Linked DNA regions of Mus musculus: all the other regions are linked to region 5. The links are chromatin contacts, called in public ChIA-PET and HiChIP or PLAC-seq maps. All regions are on one chromosome and are shown on one strand. Each heading gives the region's core, a stretch centred on a gene start, on an enhancer-like site or on the middle of the called end of the contact. The rest is flanking DNA. Distances are from core to core; before and after follow the strand shown. Region 1 has its middle 20 kb from the start of Gm34770. Region 2 has its middle 8.0 kb from the start of Gm34828. Region 3 overlaps Gm51680 (a long non-coding RNA gene). Region 4 has its middle 31 kb from the start of Gm34770. Region 5 has its middle 3.8 kb from the start of Gm34264. Region 6 has its middle 47 kb from the start of Gm34770.

The links. ChIA-PET counts read pairs in DNA pulled down with a chosen protein or histone mark. HiChIP or PLAC-seq counts read pairs in DNA pulled down with a chosen protein or histone mark.
Region 1: a contact with region 5 is called in an RNA polymerase II ChIA-PET map of memory CD8 T cells, with 208 read pairs. The contact joins two enhancer-like sites. A contact is called at or near these places in 2 of 15 datasets of contacts at CTCF or cohesin (CD8 T cells and large pre-B cells), 2 of 484 Hi-C or Micro-C datasets (the N1E-115 cell line and bone marrow-derived macrophages) and 4 of 115 datasets of contacts at active chromatin or transcription factors (CD8 T cells, differentiating embryonic stem cells, memory CD8 T cells and 1 more).
Region 2: a contact with region 5 is called in a BATF HiChIP or PLAC-seq map of CD8 T cells, with 12 read pairs. The contact joins two enhancer-like sites. A contact is called at or near these places in 1 of 15 datasets of contacts at CTCF or cohesin (large pre-B cells), 4 of 484 Hi-C or Micro-C datasets (CD8 T cells, bone marrow-derived macrophages, liver and 1 more) and 3 of 115 datasets of contacts at active chromatin or transcription factors (CD8 T cells, extraembryonic endoderm stem cells and pancreatic cancer cells).
Region 3: a contact with region 5 is called in an RNA polymerase II ChIA-PET map of memory CD8 T cells, with 47 read pairs. The contact joins two enhancer-like sites. A contact is called at or near these places in 1 of 15 datasets of contacts at CTCF or cohesin (large pre-B cells), 6 of 484 Hi-C or Micro-C datasets (LSK cells, the N1E-115 cell line, Th1 cells and 3 more) and 3 of 115 datasets of contacts at active chromatin or transcription factors (CD8 T cells, Th17 cells and memory CD8 T cells).
Region 4: a contact with region 5 is called in an RNA polymerase II ChIA-PET map of memory CD8 T cells, with 3 times the contacts expected there. The contact joins two enhancer-like sites. A contact is called at or near these places in 3 of 115 datasets of contacts at active chromatin or transcription factors (fibro-adipogenic progenitors, memory CD8 T cells and pancreatic cancer cells).
Region 6: a BATF HiChIP or PLAC-seq map of CD8 T cells shows a contact between it and region 5, with 11 read pairs. The contact joins two enhancer-like sites. A contact is called at or near these places in 1 of 15 datasets of contacts at CTCF or cohesin (large pre-B cells), 2 of 484 Hi-C or Micro-C datasets (the N1E-115 cell line and bone marrow-derived macrophages) and 7 of 115 datasets of contacts at active chromatin or transcription factors (CD8 T cells, bone marrow-derived macrophages, differentiating embryonic stem cells and 4 more).

The regions. Positions count from the first base shown.
Region 1 is chr9:61,679,804-61,682,503 of GRCm38.p6, forward strand. No RefSeq gene overlaps it. Among named protein-coding and RNA genes, the nearest start is that of Gm34770, 20 kb to the left of the region's middle. Within about 2 kb of position 1,323, at least 110 of the 459 cell types and tissues checked have an H3K27ac peak or open chromatin away from gene starts, as enhancers often do. A contact at or near this core is called in CD8 T cells and memory CD8 T cells, where this site is marked.
Region 2 is chr9:61,829,098-61,831,797 of GRCm38.p6, forward strand. No RefSeq gene overlaps it. Among named protein-coding and RNA genes, the nearest start is that of Gm34828, 8.0 kb to the left of the region's middle. Within about 2 kb of position 1,349, at least 19 of the 459 cell types and tissues checked have an H3K27ac peak or open chromatin away from gene starts, as enhancers often do. A contact at or near this core is called in CD8 T cells, where this site is marked.
Region 3 is chr9:60,997,886-61,000,585 of GRCm38.p6, forward strand. All of the region lies in intron 1 of Gm51680 (a long non-coding RNA gene), which reads right to left. Among named protein-coding and RNA genes, the nearest start is that of Gm5122, 18 kb to the right of the region's middle. Within about 2 kb of position 1,411, at least 126 of the 459 cell types and tissues checked have an H3K27ac peak or open chromatin away from gene starts, as enhancers often do. A contact at or near this core is called in CD8 T cells, Th1 cells, Th17 cells and 1 more, where this site is marked.
Region 4 is chr9:61,629,205-61,631,904 of GRCm38.p6, forward strand. No RefSeq gene overlaps it. Among named protein-coding and RNA genes, the nearest start is that of Gm34770, 31 kb to the right of the region's middle. Within about 2 kb of position 1,352, at least 8 of the 459 cell types and tissues checked have an H3K27ac peak or open chromatin away from gene starts, as enhancers often do. A contact at or near this core is called in memory CD8 T cells, where this site is marked.
Region 5 is chr9:61,331,108-61,333,807 of GRCm38.p6, forward strand. No RefSeq gene overlaps it. Among named protein-coding and RNA genes, the nearest start is that of Gm34264, 3.8 kb to the left of the region's middle. Within about 2 kb of position 1,279, at least 21 of the 459 cell types and tissues checked have an H3K27ac peak or open chromatin away from gene starts, as enhancers often do. A contact at or near this core is called in CD8 T cells, Th1 cells, Th17 cells and 2 more, where this site is marked.
Region 6 is chr9:61,706,810-61,709,509 of GRCm38.p6, forward strand. No RefSeq gene overlaps it. Among named protein-coding and RNA genes, the nearest start is that of Gm34770, 47 kb to the left of the region's middle. Within about 2 kb of position 1,287, at least 124 of the 459 cell types and tissues checked have an H3K27ac peak or open chromatin away from gene starts, as enhancers often do. A contact at or near this core is called in CD8 T cells and regulatory T cells, where this site is marked.

The DNA.
Region 1 (2,700 bases), core at 73-2,572, 350 kb after region 5:
GAGAGAGCAAGAAAACCACATCCAGTCTGGACTGAAAAAGCAACGGTGAAGGGTGACTACCCCACCCAGTAAATCAAGATGTGGGATTCAAACCACTTCCGCCCTCAGCTTCAGGTCAAGAGCGTCACGTATCTGCATAAGACCTCACAGGGGCGGAGTTGCTGCTGCCAGGATGGGAGTGCAAAACCCCACTCAGGTGACAGGTCACACACCCATGGACACAGCCAAGTAGAGGAGAGGCCAGAATGAAATGACAGATCTGTTCACCTCACGAGACAGGACCACTGGACTCCATTCTCCAAGATCCCAAGGACACAGAGGTGTATAGGCCACAGTCCTTGAACCAAACCAAGATGGCTCTGGCACCAATTCCTGCTGAGCTTCTGCAATGTTCTATACCCATCTCCTAGGCCTGAGATTCTCTCTATGTAGGGACCCCTCATGGACTCAGACACTGAACCCACAGGGTATATTAAGAGGCTCAGACCCGGGCTGAGGCAGTGACTCAGCTAGTGAATGGAGTTTACCCTGACATGGCCTGATGACCAAACGCCCACCCCTGGAACTCATGTAAAGGTAGCAGGAGAAAACCAACTCCACAACATTGTCTCTGCCTACACACACACACACACACACACACACACACACACACACACTACAGAATGTGCGTCCACATACACTAACTTCAATGATAACATAATAGAGGTGACTTTTGAAGGGGTCCAGCCCTTCACTTCAGAGGGCATACTGGTTGACGGCCAGTAGCCCTCTTTGTGCAGAAGGCTCTCTCTACCGCTGGCAGGCATTCCCCATTATCCCAGATGCAAGGAGCCTTAGAGACCACAGTTCTTAGTTTTAGGTGCTGAAGCTACTAAGCTCCTTTCCATCGGATTCCCCATCCCCTTGGGGAGCTTATGATGTTGCTCCAGTGAACTGGCCCACGCCTGCCTGCTGTGCAAGGATCCCAGGTTGTCAGTCTCTCGTCTGCAGACAACTGCAGCCCCTGCGGCGTTACCCAGTCTCAGCTGTGTCTGTAATGTCTATGCAGGCTTATAGACTGGGTCAATTCTTTCTCTCCTTCTGATCTCATCTCTAAAGTGGGGAGGCTAGACAGAGGAAGAGCTTACTCCTTTTCCACATTTGGCTTTGTGTCTGTCCCCAGGGACACCCCGGAGCAAGGACTCAGCCAGTAAGGGCAACAACGCCACAGCAGTCGTGAATGGAAGAGAAGCCCTATGTTTCCACGTTCTGGGTCCAGTGTGCATTCTGTGCCCTAGAGACAGAGACAGGGAGGCAACCCCACAGCCTGAGATGAGGAAGTACGCTCTCCACATCTGAGCTACTTCTAGGGTGAGGGAGGGGCCTCAACTTGATGGTTTCTAGGGAGAGAGAGTTTGTGGCAGGAAGCAGGCCAGAAAAAAAAAAAAAAACCTAAAAACAAAAACAAAACCAGAATCAGCCGGGGAACATCAGCTTGCCACACAGCCTCCCAGGACCTTGGTGGAGAGTCACTGGTACAATGCATCCCCAGAAGTCTTGGAAGGAGACGGGGGTGGGGGTGGGGTGGGGGTGGGGGTGGGGGTGGGGGGGGGCGGGGGGGGCGGGGGGGGAGGAGAGTAGGTTGGGGTTGGGCACTTTCAGGAAAGCTACTGACATGGCTGGGGACAAATAGCATTGTGCAACTTCAGATAAGGTGTGAAGCAGGTGAGACCACATTCAGCTCACACTCAGCGAGAAGGGCTCCTCTTCCTCAGGAACTGGAGCACAGATGTCTACCGTGGTAGCCAGATCTGAGTTGAGGCTCCTCCACCTGTAAACTGGAGGCCTTGGTATTTTGTGGATGTTTCAAGCCCAGGCCTTCGTTTCCTGAGAATAACAACAACTCCTCTTTCAGCATAGGGCCACAAGGTTTAAAAGGTTTGAGTGCTTGGCATATATTAGGGCTCAGCCAACGGCTGCAGAGATGAAGGCTGGAGACTCGGGGAATGCCCAGAAACTCTTTTGATTATTTTGCTGTCTCAAGGGGTCCAGATCTGCAACTGACTCAGAAATATGCCCCACCTCTCCACCCCATCCCCAATTCTTCCTCTAACCCCCACTCCTCCCTGTCCCCCACCCCACCCCATCTCTCTTCTCTGTCTCTCTGTCTCTGTCTCTGTCTGTCTCTGTCTGTCTCTGTCTCTCTCTGTCTCTCTGTCTCTCTGTCTCTCTGTCTCTCTGTCTCTCTCTCTCTGTGTGTGTGTGTGTGTGTGTGTGTGTGTGTGTGTGTGTGTGTATGTGTAAAAGAGAAACAACTGTCCTTCCTGGTCTTCCCCAGACATAAGAAAACAATAGGTACACCCCTCACACACACACACACACACACACACACACACACAAAATACAGCAAGCTGGAGGAAAGCAAGCAGCACACAGCCAGCCTCCTCTGCTCCAGCAGCAGCAGCAGAGCCAGGATCACCTGCAGGTACCACAGTAGCAATGCCCAGAGTTTCTGGTGCCTCCTAGAGCTCCTCTTGGGATGACTGATGCCATATTAGGAACTCAGAGTGGCCTAAGAAGGAGCACTGAGGAGTGTGTGCTGCTGGCCCTTGAAAGGTTGGCCTCCCAGAGTTCTGCTGAGTGCTGGAGATGGAAATGAACGACAGAGTCCTGGTTGGGGGGGAGACCCACACCACCCCAGAAAGGCTCCCTTGTAGCAGG
Region 2 (2,700 bases), core at 99-2,598, 500 kb after region 5:
TCCCTACTACATCCCCAAGCATCCAGAGCTTGAGCCAAGGTAAATAGACTGAAGGACTGAGGAAGACTTGCATCTCTAGCCAGTCCCACCCAGGAGTAGCCTTATGAAGAGGTTGGAGCCTCAGGAGTTGGCCATCCTAGAGGAGGGACAACAAAGTCATTCCAAAAAGAAGTACCCCACAGCTGAGTGCCAAGGAACAGTTCCATGTCCCGCCCCAATCCATCCCTAGGTGACTGCCCACAGATCATGCCTGACATTCTGGAGGACAGATCATCTGCCCATGTGGGAGGGGTCACAGCCGGGAAGTAAAGGACAGTGACCTACAGAAGACAGATAGGGAGTGTGGGAAATTTGGTGTCACTAACAACCTCTCTTCCTAGAGAGCCAAGCAGGGCTAGAGGTGACAGATTTCACCTGACCTTGGTCTTGTGTGATCTGGAGATGTGTCAATCATGACCACGTGCCAACACCAAAGGAGATCAAACAGGAGCAGAGGCTGGAACAACTCCTGGCAGAACAGCACAGCCAGCTAACAACTCTCAGAGTCTGTTTCCTTCCCATCCCTTCCCCAAGACCAAAGTGCCTCCCTGAGCCTGATCCTCAACACATGGACCTCAAGGTACAAGGACCAGATGAGAACCCCAGATCACCTGAGCCCCTTTTTACAGAGACGGAAACCGAAGCTCTGGAAAGGAAAGGCTCAGCAGAGCATACATGCAGCTGCTGGAACGGAACACCAGTTCAAAGCAGAGCAAGGATGAAGCTCTCCATCCCACATGGCACCACCCCTGCATCACCCCACCCCCAGGCGCATCTGTCCGTGAAAACTGTTACTGTCAGTCGCCGCCCTCCCCAACCTCCATCCTTCCCTTCTTCCTGAAACCAGAACATTGTGCAGAGTAGAGAGGTGGGAGTAGGGCAGCCAGTGGGCAGAAGTGTGATGGTGAAACTCAAGGTACTGGAGAGAAGAAGTCTGGGGACAGCCTCATCACTTTGGGCCATGCAGCCTGGCTGTTGGTACACTGCGCCCCACTGTGCTTTGTCCTGGCTCCTAGCTTGCCCTCCCAGGTTTGACGCACAGCAGTGAAATGCAGAGCTGACCGAGAGAAAAAGCACCTAATCATGTAAGACCCACTCCTGAGAAGCCAAGGCGCGTCACACCCCCAGGTCCTGGTCCCAGGTGCTCTCTGTAGCCCACTGGATGTAGTTGGCCTCATACAGCCATATGAAACTACAGTTAAAAAGGCACAGCAGCAATCCGGAGCTCTCCCTGTTTACGACAGAGTACCACCTCCTACAGCAGCCGCACCACCTTCGCCCACACATGCCTGATGCCACCAAAACAGGCTGTCACAGCAGAGACAGGCCTCTGGTGCCCTCTACTGTTTGACACTCCTGCACCATAGCTGGAGGATGGCACCAAGGCTGGCAGGGGAGACTGGGGAATGGCACCTGCCCCCATTGGGTTGTCCCAGTTTATAACAGCCCCTCCATCCATTTTCCAAGGGGATCCAAAAAAGCATGATACCGCTGCCAGGGGTAGATCAGCAGGGTGTGTCTTGTTGACAGACCACCTAGAGGAATGGCTTGCTAGTGAGCCAGCATGGTAGTGCACATCTGTAATCCCACACCCAGAGAGGCTGAGGCAGGAGGATCCCAAGTTCCAGCCAATCTGGGATGCCTAGGGAGACCCTGATCAGAAAAGAGCTGCTAGTAAGACAGGCTCCTCTCCATCATGGACTGTCTCTCTGCAGAGGCTGCTTCCAGTGTCCCCAACTTGTAGTTCAAGGTCATCACTACTCACAAGGACAATAGCCTCCCTAATTCTGCCCTACTTAGGATCCCCAAGAGTCAAAGAACACAGAAGTAAAATAGCTAGAGATGTATGGCTAGGTATGGAGAGCCACATACAAAGACACATGCCTCTCTCTCCTCTCTCTCTCTCTCTCTCTCTCTCTCTCTCTCTCTCTCTGTCTGTGTGTGTGTGTGTGTGTGTGTGTGTGCGTGCGCGCGCGCTCATGAATATACATATAAAGAGAAAGAAGGAGGTCGAAAGGGAGAAGGGGAAACTGTTGTGAACTGTCCCCTGTCCACTGTCTGCAGAGCTGACCAGTGCCTAAAGCTTTTGGGACGAGATGACATAGCCGGGAGTGTCTAACCCACCTGACAGCAAGTACAGGCCAGAATATATGGGAATTTGGCCCAAGACAAAACTTTAAACTTACTTAAAATACTATGAAGTGGTTTCTGTTGCAATTTTTGTAACTTGAGTGCATGATTCTCAATCACGAACTCTGTAGATGATGTCATTCTGCCTGCTGCCACTCAAAATAACCATAGGCCTGGTCTAGCAATGCCTGGGCCATGGGTAGGATGTCCCTGGAATAAAGTGCAGCTCAAGACAACTCTTCATCAACCAATATGCCCCCAGAGAAGCCAAAGAGAGGGGCTCCTCGGCTCTAGATCACAGTCTCTAGTTCAACTTCACAACATCGGCCTGGAATCCACTGGATTTCTAATCACCTAGACAGAAACAGGCAGTGGGCTTGATTGATTTAAATGTTAGTCTCGGACATAAAATATTTTGTGATACCTTGGCTGGTGTCTGACTAAACCACCAGTCACCGTAGCATATGCAAATCAACACATGCCATCAGCCATCGCACTCCTCGTGGGCTTTGTGTGTCCACCAAGCATGTG
Region 3 (2,700 bases), core at 161-2,660, 330 kb before region 5:
AGTCCCTTAATTTTCTTTTAAATGAAAAGACTGTTGTTGGACATGGTAGTTGAGCTGGTGTGTGTGTGTGTGTGTGTGTGTGTGTGTGTGTGTGTGTGAAAGAGAGAGAGACAGAGAGACAGAGGGAGAGACAGACAGATACACACACAGAGACAGAGAGAGACAGAGACAGAGAGAGACAGACAGATGAGGGAGGGGGGAGGAGGGAGACCCTTGACAACCTCAACACCTTCAGGGAGGGGCCATCTGTTGATAGTGTTGTGGTATTGTATTTTGGGAGCCATGTTCTAGGGCCAGGACTGCAGAGGGCAGAAATGGAAGGCTTGCTATCTTCAGGACGGCGTTGATGGTGGTAATGGCCCCACTAAGCAGGAAGAGGGCACTGTGGAATCATCAAGCTTTGAAACTCTGGGTGGGGCCAGCCACACAGCTTCAAGGAGTCAAGTTGAACCAGCCCACTTGGTTGGTTAGCTACAAACTGCTGAGCTGCCTCAGCAACAATTCTACTATCAGCTGATGGCTATTAGAACCCTGTTCTGTAAGATCATGGTCACATTTGATCTTTACGGTCATACTCCAGTCTTACAGGTGGGAACACTGAGGCTCAGCAAAGACAAGAAAAGCCATTTAAGGTTAACATCATCTAGCTAGCAAACTGTTGAGCTGGCAATCCCAACCACACCTCTGACCCCAAAGCCCAAGCCACAAGCCACTTTGCTGTGCTGTACCAGAGCTGAGCTGGGCAGTCAGCATGCTTCCCACAGAAGAGTGGGGGTGGGGGTGGAGGTAGGGGGTGGGAGGTAGGTATATCACATAGCAGCTGACACCTGCCAACTCTACCTAGGTGTCAGTTGCTATTTCACAAGTAAGTTCTGCTCTGGTTTCTTCTCAAGGGCCACTAGGTCTGGCCAGGATGTGGAAATTTACCATCAGGTTCCGTCTGACCTTGAACGTTGCCAGTAGAGAGTAGGGTGAGGTCCGCAGCCTGTGAATCTGAGCTCAACCCCAGGTTGGTGAGGGCTCTTGGGTTGCCTACCTTAGGCATGGACATTTCCTGCTCATCTGCAGGGCCAGAGTGGATGATGTTCCAGCATAGAGAAAGGAGGAGCCTGGGACCTAGGACAGCTTCCTGGCATATGTCTGAGGCTCCTCCATCCACAGGATACTGGTAACCAGAGACTGGTTTGACATGAGGGGGCTGTGGGTAGTGATGGGGTGCCCTTTGGGAGAATGGGGAAGCCATGGTTAGATCTTGTCGTTCTGAGCTTCCTGCCCCTCCCTCACATGGGCAACAGAACCAAGCTGCCAGAATCAAATGAGCCAGAAGAGGAAGTTTTAGATGACTGACTGGTATCTTCATTTGCAGATCAGGAAACTGAGGTTTGAGGGCAGCTATGACTCATAATAGGTGACAAGTCACTGAGGGTTGAGATGAACAAGCACCCGAGCTCCCTCAACCCCTGCAGACACATGGCCTTCCTTGATGGGGGTTGGGGTGGGGGTGGTTCGATGGCGTCATCCGAGTCTAGTCGTCCTCCTGTTCCCTGGAGCCAGCTCCCCCTACAGGCCAGACATACATTGCCCTTTGCCAGGAGGTCTGGGCACCTTAGCTGCATGGTCTCTGTTCATATGTCAGGTGGCCTGCCTCCTCTCCTGAATGCTTGCTCGTCTTCTATTATGTGGAACACTGTTTTCTTCTCTAGTAAGGGTACCCCAGTTTCCTGCTGGAAATGATCCCTGCTCTGATTCCCACAACACCAGATCTCTCTCAGTTTCTGTTCTGCCTCTCTGTCTCTCCGTCTCTGTGTGTGTGTGCGTGTGCGTGCGTGTGCATGCATGCATGCCTCAGTTCTCTCTGTCTCTCAGCCTCTCTGTCCCTCCCTATTTCTTTCTGTATCTGTCTCTTTCTCTGTCTGTCTGTCTATATATATTTCTCTCTCTCTCTCTCTCTCTCTCTCTCTCTCTCTCTCTCTCTCTCTCTCTCATACACACACACACACACACACACACACACACACACACACACACACACAGCATGTTCCTCCTTTACCAGGTGATAGAAAGGGCAGGCACTAAACTCCGGTGCGGACATGAGTAATCTAGACTCTAGAATGTTTGAGGCTCACACCTCCTGAACTCTACACTCCCCATACCCAGGAGCCAATCTGTTTCTTCTGCAGAACCGTCTCTGTGATCTCGGAATGGCTTTCCCAGAATTGCACGGTGCTCCTCCGCCCATGCTGCCATATGAAGGACCCACTTGTGTGCCTGCCCTGTGCCTCAAGTGAGGCAGATGCTTGGTAAATGTACTGTGGCTTCAGTGCCGCCATAACAGAGAGAGCTGCTCATCTCCCCCCCCCCCCGCCCCCGGTTCCTTTCTGAAGCCTCCCTTCCCTCTCTGATTCCTCTTTGAACCCCCTTCAATTTCCTGCCTTTTCCACTGAATTTTTCATTGGGAAGAAGCGCGTTTAAAGATGTGAAGCACACGCTTTGCTGGGTCTCAGCTTTGATGAATCTTTGATGCTGAGGCTGAGGAGTCAAGGAGATGCACCAGGCTGGGGAAGGAGGGAGGGGCGGGGAAGAGGCCTGCAAGGATGTTATCCTCCTTCCCAGCACCTCCCACAGGGAGTTCATACACCTGCCATGTTCCTAGCCTAAGAGTGTTCTGCAGTGGGAACCTGCGTGCGTGCAGGCAGGTGT
Region 4 (2,700 bases), core at 102-2,601, 300 kb after region 5:
TTTTTTTATTATGCCTTCTTAATATTTGAAAGCAGATGAAAAATGTAGATGATAAATAAATCATGGACTTTTAAAAAGGGAAAGGAAGGGAACAGGGTAGGATGTGGGGCTCCAGAAACAGAGAAAAGGCCGTGAGGAGACTGGGGAAGCTCTATGTGAAAACCCCAGGTTGTAGATGGTAGGGAGGGCTCCGGTGATGAGGCACAGAATGTAGAGACAGCGCCACGCGGCTGCTGAAGCCTCCAGGCTTCTGTCCTGCCAAGGGATGCGTAGAAGAGAAATGGGTGTCAGAAGAGGGAGAAACCTCTGCACAGAGAAGGATGGAAACCAGAAAGAATGTCCCCAGAATCCTCTGCTCAAACACATTCCTAGAAACAGAACAGGGAAGATATATGGGATGGCATGGTAGTTGATACCATCAACCTGACAGGCTCTAGAATCCCCATAGACAGATCTGTAAGCATGTCTGTGAGGGGTTCTAGACTGATGGGTACTGTGGGGTAGCACCATTCCATGGGATGTGGCTAGGGATGCAATAAAAAGGAGACCGTGATGTGGGGTGGTGGACCGTGCCAGGAAACTTGGTAAGGTTGCGTGGATTGGAAACCACCTCTGAGAGAACGGTAGGAGCTTCATCTGCTTCCGACCAGGTCCCTGTCACGTGACCACCACCATCCCCTACATAGAAATGTGACCTATGGTCCCTTAGATCAGAACAAGAATTCTCCACGCTAATGAGGTATCTAGAGGTTCTGAAGGCTTAGCCAATAAGCTTCCCTTGCCGGATATTCCTTCCTGCAAAAGGTATTTAACCTCTGATTCACCCTGAACAGGTGGTATGCACCCATATTCCACGATAAACAATCAATAAATGGTTTGGAACCAAGGACTGTCTCTCTCATCAAGAACCATTATGGGGAGCATGGAGAAAGCCTTTGCCCATAGAACTGCACCAAGTCTTCCACAGAAGGCCCCTCCACGCTCCTAGACAATGGCCACTAACCTAAGGACAATCGCTTATGAAAGCCAGAGGACCCAGCTCTGTTCCCAACTCACAGAGACCTAGTGATGTCTGGATGTCCAGGAGTTTAGGAACCACCGTCCCCGGCCTCCCCACAGGCCCTCAGGCCCTCTCCGTTCCCAACTTATCCTTGAGGTTTCCAGTGGCATCTGGATTCCCGGGAGTCAGGGAACCCCAGCTTCAGCCTCCCACATTTTAGGCTGCATTTCCTCACCCCCTAAGCCGCGATCGCTTCTAGTTTTATCTGCCCAGTGGAGTTCTTACACCCTAGCAGTGAGGCAGACCACAGAACCACACCTTGAGCCCAGCCCTAGGGTTCATCTCTGCTTGCTGACTGCAGATGCAGTGTGACCACCCACCTGCCTCACCTCTTGTTATCACGCCTCGGATAGAGCCCAAAATAAACCCTTCCTCCTTAAATGGCTTTTGTTGGGTATTTTGTTGTAGCAACAAGAACAGTAACTAACATGGAGTGATGGAGGAATCCGGCCAGCATGTGGCGTGCACAGTGCTGCGGCAAGAATGTGAGTCCCAAGGAAAAGCACAATGTTCAGGGCCCACTTCGAATCTCTAACAAAACAGTCATTGTGATAACTCACGGGAACAAGGTGTTCTCTAGATCGCCCATACCCTGAAGCCCAAATCTCTGAGGATCAGTCAGGCCTTGCACTTTTACCTAATTCTTCATGATCACCAGGTACTCTAAAGTTTAAGAGGCAAGGCACTGGACTTGATTTCAAATGGGAATTTAGCTTTATGTATTTACTTTAAATGTAATGTATCCTCCAATAATTGCATACCTGGATATAATGTGTTCTGATGACTCTCACTTCTAACTCTGATCCTCTCCCCACCCCTCCCACCCTTCCTCATCTCCCTTCTAGCCATTTTGCTTCAGCTTGTGACTAGTTGAATTGAACCAGGGCTATCTACATACAGGAACATGGGTGTGAAATTATCCATTGGAACCAGATGGCTACAGGATTGAAGACAATGTCTGTCCCCTCCCGCCCCCAGTATGCATCAGGAGCCAACAGCTTCCTGGATGGTTCCCCATGATGCACACAGATGCTCGGCTTAGCTGCTCCTACACTACAAACACACTTTCTGTACTGCTCTTGCAACCGGCAAATTCCGCCATCGATGGTCGGGGTATAAGAAAAGCAACCAGCTGAGCCATCAGGACAAACCTGACTCACGGTGCAATTCTGAATTCTGACAATTTATTTCTGGCCTCACTTGCCTTTTTTTTTTTTTTCAAAATGAGGGAGGTAAGTAAGCTCTGCTTTCTCCAAGGTCCCCCAAGCTACATAACGTGTCACTGTGACTCATCTTGAGCCCCCGCTCCCAACCCCATCCTGCACCCCCTGCTCTGTGCTAGTCAATTGAGAATTCAATAAATATTTAGCTGATTGATGTAAGCAAAAGCATAAAAGTCACTGAAAGGGACGTTAAACTTCTAAGAAGCTCTGGAACCTTCTGTGGTATCTCTCTTATGAATTCCTTCAGAGGGCAGTAAGCATAAATAAAAAAGGCGGCTGAGGTTTTTTTTTCCCTCTCTCTCCTTCTCTCTTTAAAGTCAAAGGCCCATAAATCATGCATGTGCAGATTGATTTCATAATTAACATCACTGGGTATATGTCTGTGAAAGTTGGGTTTCATCTGGGCGAGTTGTTCTA
Region 5 (2,700 bases), core at 29-2,528:
AGGTGGGGGAGGCTTGGAGGCAAAATTTGAATATTATCCAGGGTGTTGCTTTAGACATTTAGAAAGCAATATTGGTAGACATTTCGTGCGGGTCTTAGAGCAGAGAAAACTGAGCAGATGACAGAGGCGAAGAGATGTCATATCAAGGAAAACCAAACTGATCATGACTTCCCAGAGGGAACAGAATCTTAGTCGAGGGGTACCGGTGTTGTCACAGCCATGGTAATGTAAACACAGTCCAAGACTGTAACAGACAGCACCAGGTGGGAGCTTCTGAGCAGGGACAGTAGTGAAGTCCTCAGTGACCAAAGCAAGAGGTCAATAGGTCATGGGGGCAGCCTCACAGCAGGGCCTTTAGAAGCATAGAAACATGAATGGGAGACGGCACCTGGGGTCAGACCCAGTCCCTCACCACACAATGCCTGCAACTGGACAGCAGTGGCACACACCCTTGGTCCCAGCACTTGGCCAGGCCTGAGGCAGGCCGATCTGTGAGTTCCAGGCCAGCCTGATCTACAGAGGGAGTTTCAGGATAGCCAAGGCTACACAAATAAACCCTGTCCCAAAAAACAGGGAGAGGGGTGGAGAGAAGAGAAGAGAAGAGGAGAGGAGAGGAGAGGAGAGGAGAGGAGAGGAGAGGAGAGGAGAGGAGAGGAGAGGAGAGAAGAGAAGAGAAGAGAAGAGAAGAGAAGAGAAGAGAAGAGAAGAGAAGAGAAGAGAAGAGAAGAGAAGAGAAGAGAAGAAGAGAATCTGGCCTATAGACAGGCTCAGTAGGTAAAGGCACTTGCTAGTAAATCTGATGTCTGAGTTCCATCCCTGGGACCTACCCAAATGGTCCTCTAACCTCAACAGTGTTGCACTGTATGTGCACTTGTAGGCGCTCACACACACACACACACACACACACACACACACACACACACACACTATACAAAAGGAAAGAAACGTAGAACAAAGAATTGGCTCTATGACTGAGGCCGAGGCTAAGGCCTGTGAAACTGCTTTCCTGGGAGAGTAATGGAGGGGTGTGCACTCGGAAGCAGGGGCCGGCTAGTTTGCATCCCAAGCCATTTAGATTTATTTATATTACTTTGAGAATGGTAAGAATTAATTTCCAATTTTCTCCAGCTCCATTGTAAATGTCAGCTCCCTGTGTGGCTTATGAAGCCAGGCTGACCCAGCTCCACATTTCAGCCCAGCGTAACTGCTAAGGCTCAGTACATTACTGAGTTCTCGAAGAGGGCTGCGGCTTCCTGTTTGCCCCCAACCTGATTCTTTCACTTTCCTGTTCCTTGCTCTGATCCATATTTCTGGTCACTGACTTTCTGTGGTTTTAGAGACACTCTTGCTTTGAGTCAGCATTTCAGTCTTGGTTTTCTCTCTCTCTTCTCTCCTGGGTTCCCATTGCCCAGGATCAGGGGTTCTCACCCAGCCCCAGGCTCCTTGGCTGCCATCTTTACACTGCCTCTGCCCGTCAGCCCGCTGTTGGTTGGAGCGAAGGTGATTGTCACACCCAAGCACAGCAACTCCAATCTTTGGGAAATGTGTAATTGAGTTTGAGAGTCAGGCAGCCAAACAGGCTGTTTTCTCAGACCTGGGGAAATGTAAATGAAGGCACTGTGGGCTGGAAGTGTTCCAGGTATATGGGCACGAAGGGCAGACAGTCAAACAGTCATCTGGAAAGACAGCTCAGAGGAGAGACTTATTCAATCAGCAGGGAAGCTGGCTGGAGAGGCAGGGTTAAGGAGACAGGCCAAGGGAGGCAGTGGTTACTAATGGATCTTCATAGGGCCTTGAGTTCCATGAGTTTGTGTTTCACTGGGCCAAAGCTCCTTTCATGATAAAGTTAACTTGAACTAATTTCTGTTACTTATGACCCTAAGAATCTTAAGTGAGAAGCAACTCAACTCCTCTCCCTACCCTCAGCCTGGGTGAGGCAGTGTTAAGTAGACAGTGACATCTCTGAGTCTCTAGTCTCCCATTCCACTCCCCCAGTGACACCAGGTCCTCTGAGCTGCTGTGAAGGCTGTGGCTCACTGGGGTGAGAGGAAAACAGGCTCCCTACCTCCCACTGCCCTGCTAAGGCCAGGGATAAAGTACAGAACCAACGGACTCTTAAGCAAAGATGGGGAAGATGAGGGTGGACTCCCCCACCACCACAGCTGCTCAGGGGCCAGCACTTCTCCAGCTTCTTCCCTTCTTGTCTGGATCAGCCTAACTTCCTGTTGCATGACACCTAAGAGCTCCAGGGTGAAGGAATCAAAGCAGACTGTATGTGCATGTGTTGCACGTAGCTCCAGCAGTTTTCACCGTCATACTTCATTTTTTGAGAACTGTGGGAACAGTGACGTTCTCAGTAGCAGTAGTTGGAGAGTCCTACTAGGCTTGGCAGGCAATGGTCACTTTGGAAAGTCTCTAAATGACTGATGGCCACTGGACAGACACAGTACCAGAGAGGTGGAAAGAACTTGAAACACGGGGTCTGCAGATCTGTGGGACCTGAATGCAGGGGCTGGCTTCTTGTGTGCTGTAGGAATGTGTTTCAGTGGTTGTCACTAGGCTACCCAGACTGGGAAGCAAGCTGGGACTCGGCTGCAGGAAGACTATGTAGTTTGTTTTTCTCCAGTTTTGTCTAAGAATTCCATCTCCTCCTGTTTTCACACTGTCATCTCTGTAACAATGTCTGTGCCCTCTCAAGCC
Region 6 (2,700 bases), core at 37-2,536, 380 kb after region 5:
TGTGTGACCCTGTGAAAGGGTCATTTAACTCCAAAGAGGTTGAGAACCATTGTCCTATCAACTCTCAGAGTATGTCATACAGAAGCAAGAGTCAAATTAAGGAGCCATGTCTCGGGTGGCCAGGCTCTCCACTCCAAGTCCTGGGAGCTAACATGATAAATATCAGGCTGATGAGTAGAACGTCCCCGGTCTCTCCAGCATCTTTCCCATTTGCCACTACCCATCACAACCCCTCTTCTACATCTTCCTTGGGTCTCAGGGTCCATCTCACACAACTCAGTTTGGGGGGTGTTTAGGGAGCCATGAACAGAACTAGAACCTGGAGGGAGAGGGGCCTCTGACTTTCTCAATTAGAGATTAGAGCTTGAGCTGTCATTGGCAGGGAGTGATTTGGAAATGCGAGAAGAAAACTAAATAGGAATGAGCTAAAGAAGGAAAAGTTCCGGGGAAAAGGTAGACATCAACCCATCCACATGGTGAGACAGAGAAGGAGCAAACATTAACTCATCCATATGATGGGGAAGGGGGAGGACCAAACCTTAACCCATCCATGTGACGGAGAAGGGGAAGGACCAAACATCAGCTCTCCCATATGATAGGGATGGGAAAGGATAAAGCACTTAACCCATCCATATGGTGGAGACAAGAAGAACCAAAGACAAAACGTGTCAGGGTGGCTGGATGCCAAGAGGGGGCTGGGTGTCTGAACACTGGCTATTTCAAGAAGAGATCTGAATATCATATGAGGAGGAGAAACTAGCAGAGAGCCCACTGTGTCTCATCTTTGTGAGTGGTGTGCATGAAGACCATGGTGGCCTTTACTTCCTTTCAGTTACTTTTAGTGCTTCCTGGAATGTATTTTCATGTCAAAAGTGGGTCACAAGAAACCCCTGTGTGTACTCCAGTTATAGCAATTTAAAAAAAAATCAAAACCATGTGCATAGATAGTGTTTGCCGTAAGCAAGCATGTAAGGCTAATGGCATCAGGAAGTGGCTGTAACTGCACAGGGATGGCAGGCGAGAGAAGTGAAAGTTGTTAACAGCAGGCCATTACCTTAGCTTCCTGGGCCCCGGAAGGCTGCCTTCCTTCCCCCCCACCCCCAACACAGAGGTTTCCAGGCCTGGAAGGTACTCTCAGGACCCAAGCAGACTAGGAGGGTCTCCGTCTCACTCTAAGTGCCTTATCTCAGGGAAGTGACAGTGACAACAGCTTTGTTGGTTGCCGCACGCCACTACTGACTCATCTGATGCTTCCGGCCCTCTAAAACCCAACATGATTTTACCAGTGCTGTTGACCCAGCCACACCACATCCTGTCTGCATCTGGTGTGTGTGTTAGAGCAGTGCATGTGTAGAGGTCGCTGTCACCTTTCATCTCCAGGGGTAGCCATTTTGGCCCAGTGTTAATGTCAGGCCTTTGGTGATCCAATCTGCCACTTGTCATCCACCCTCGCCTGCCCACCTATCACTCAGAAGTAGGGCAGTTTAGTGTCAGGTGAGAATTGGGGGTTTCTACTTTTGAACCCACACCTTTTCATTGTCTACTAGCCTGGGCAAGCACTTACCCTCTCTCTGCTTTCATTCCATGGTCTGTGGATGAATGACACAGGCAGACTGTGCGGAGCTAAAGGAATGACTTTCACTAGACACCACAAGAGAGGCTCACACACATTCATCTCTCCTCCCCATCTGAAATCCATTCTAATCATTGAAAATGGTATTGACTAAAGAGCCCTTTGACATCCACTACAGACCCCATCCAGACTGGTGTAGTGAGACTCCTCTGATCATTTTGACTGTGGCCTTGTGACTAGCTCCTCATCCATTTAATATTAGATTCTAATTCTTCCAGAATCTAGCCCTGGTTCCTTATTTGGGGACCAGCTTATAAACATGAGAAATCACTCATTGGCCTTGACCTTTGTGTATAGAATTTATCATTACAATAAAAAGCAACAGACCAAACTTCAAGAGATTCCCTTGATTCCCAGTGGCCCAGGGGAAAGTCCAGCTGACCCCCCCCCCTTCAGATACCGCACCCCACCCATATGACCCCTAAGTAGCTACCCTTATGTCCTCAAGAGAGGCATGGACAGCTTGCCTACCCTCACCATGTCACAGCTAGTGGAATCAGTTTTGACTCTTTGGCCTGACTCCCCCCCCCCCCGCCCCAAGCAGAGAAGGGCAACAAAGCTTCATTCCAATGGACCAGAGCTCAAATTCCAGCTCTTTACCTATGAGTAAGGGCCTCAGGGGAGTCGCTAGGCTCTCTGACATCAGATCAGGTCGGGGGTAATGAGTCTAGCCTCCCTGGAAGCTCAGGACTTTGGAGGGGGTCCTCATAGAGCCTACCTTTTTCTTTGTCTCAGTTCCACCAAGACAGCAAGTGTTCCTTCTACCTTCTTTCCACACACACCCTACATGAGAAAAGATGAAAATCCAAGTCCCTGCAACCATCCAGGACTAAATCATCCATTTAAACACCACCTTAAGTTCCTTACTCCTAAAAACAAGAGGACCGAATCAGACATCAATAACGTCAGCTTCTCCCAAGCGAATGCTGGGTGCTGCTTGTCACTCAACGTGGATCAGTTCCAGGCTTGGTGAGCAAACTCTAGAAATGTGATCCTGTGAAAGGAATAGCCCCAGCACCGGGGCACATGAACCCCCAAAGTCCACTCAGCTTCATCCCCTGCTCTGA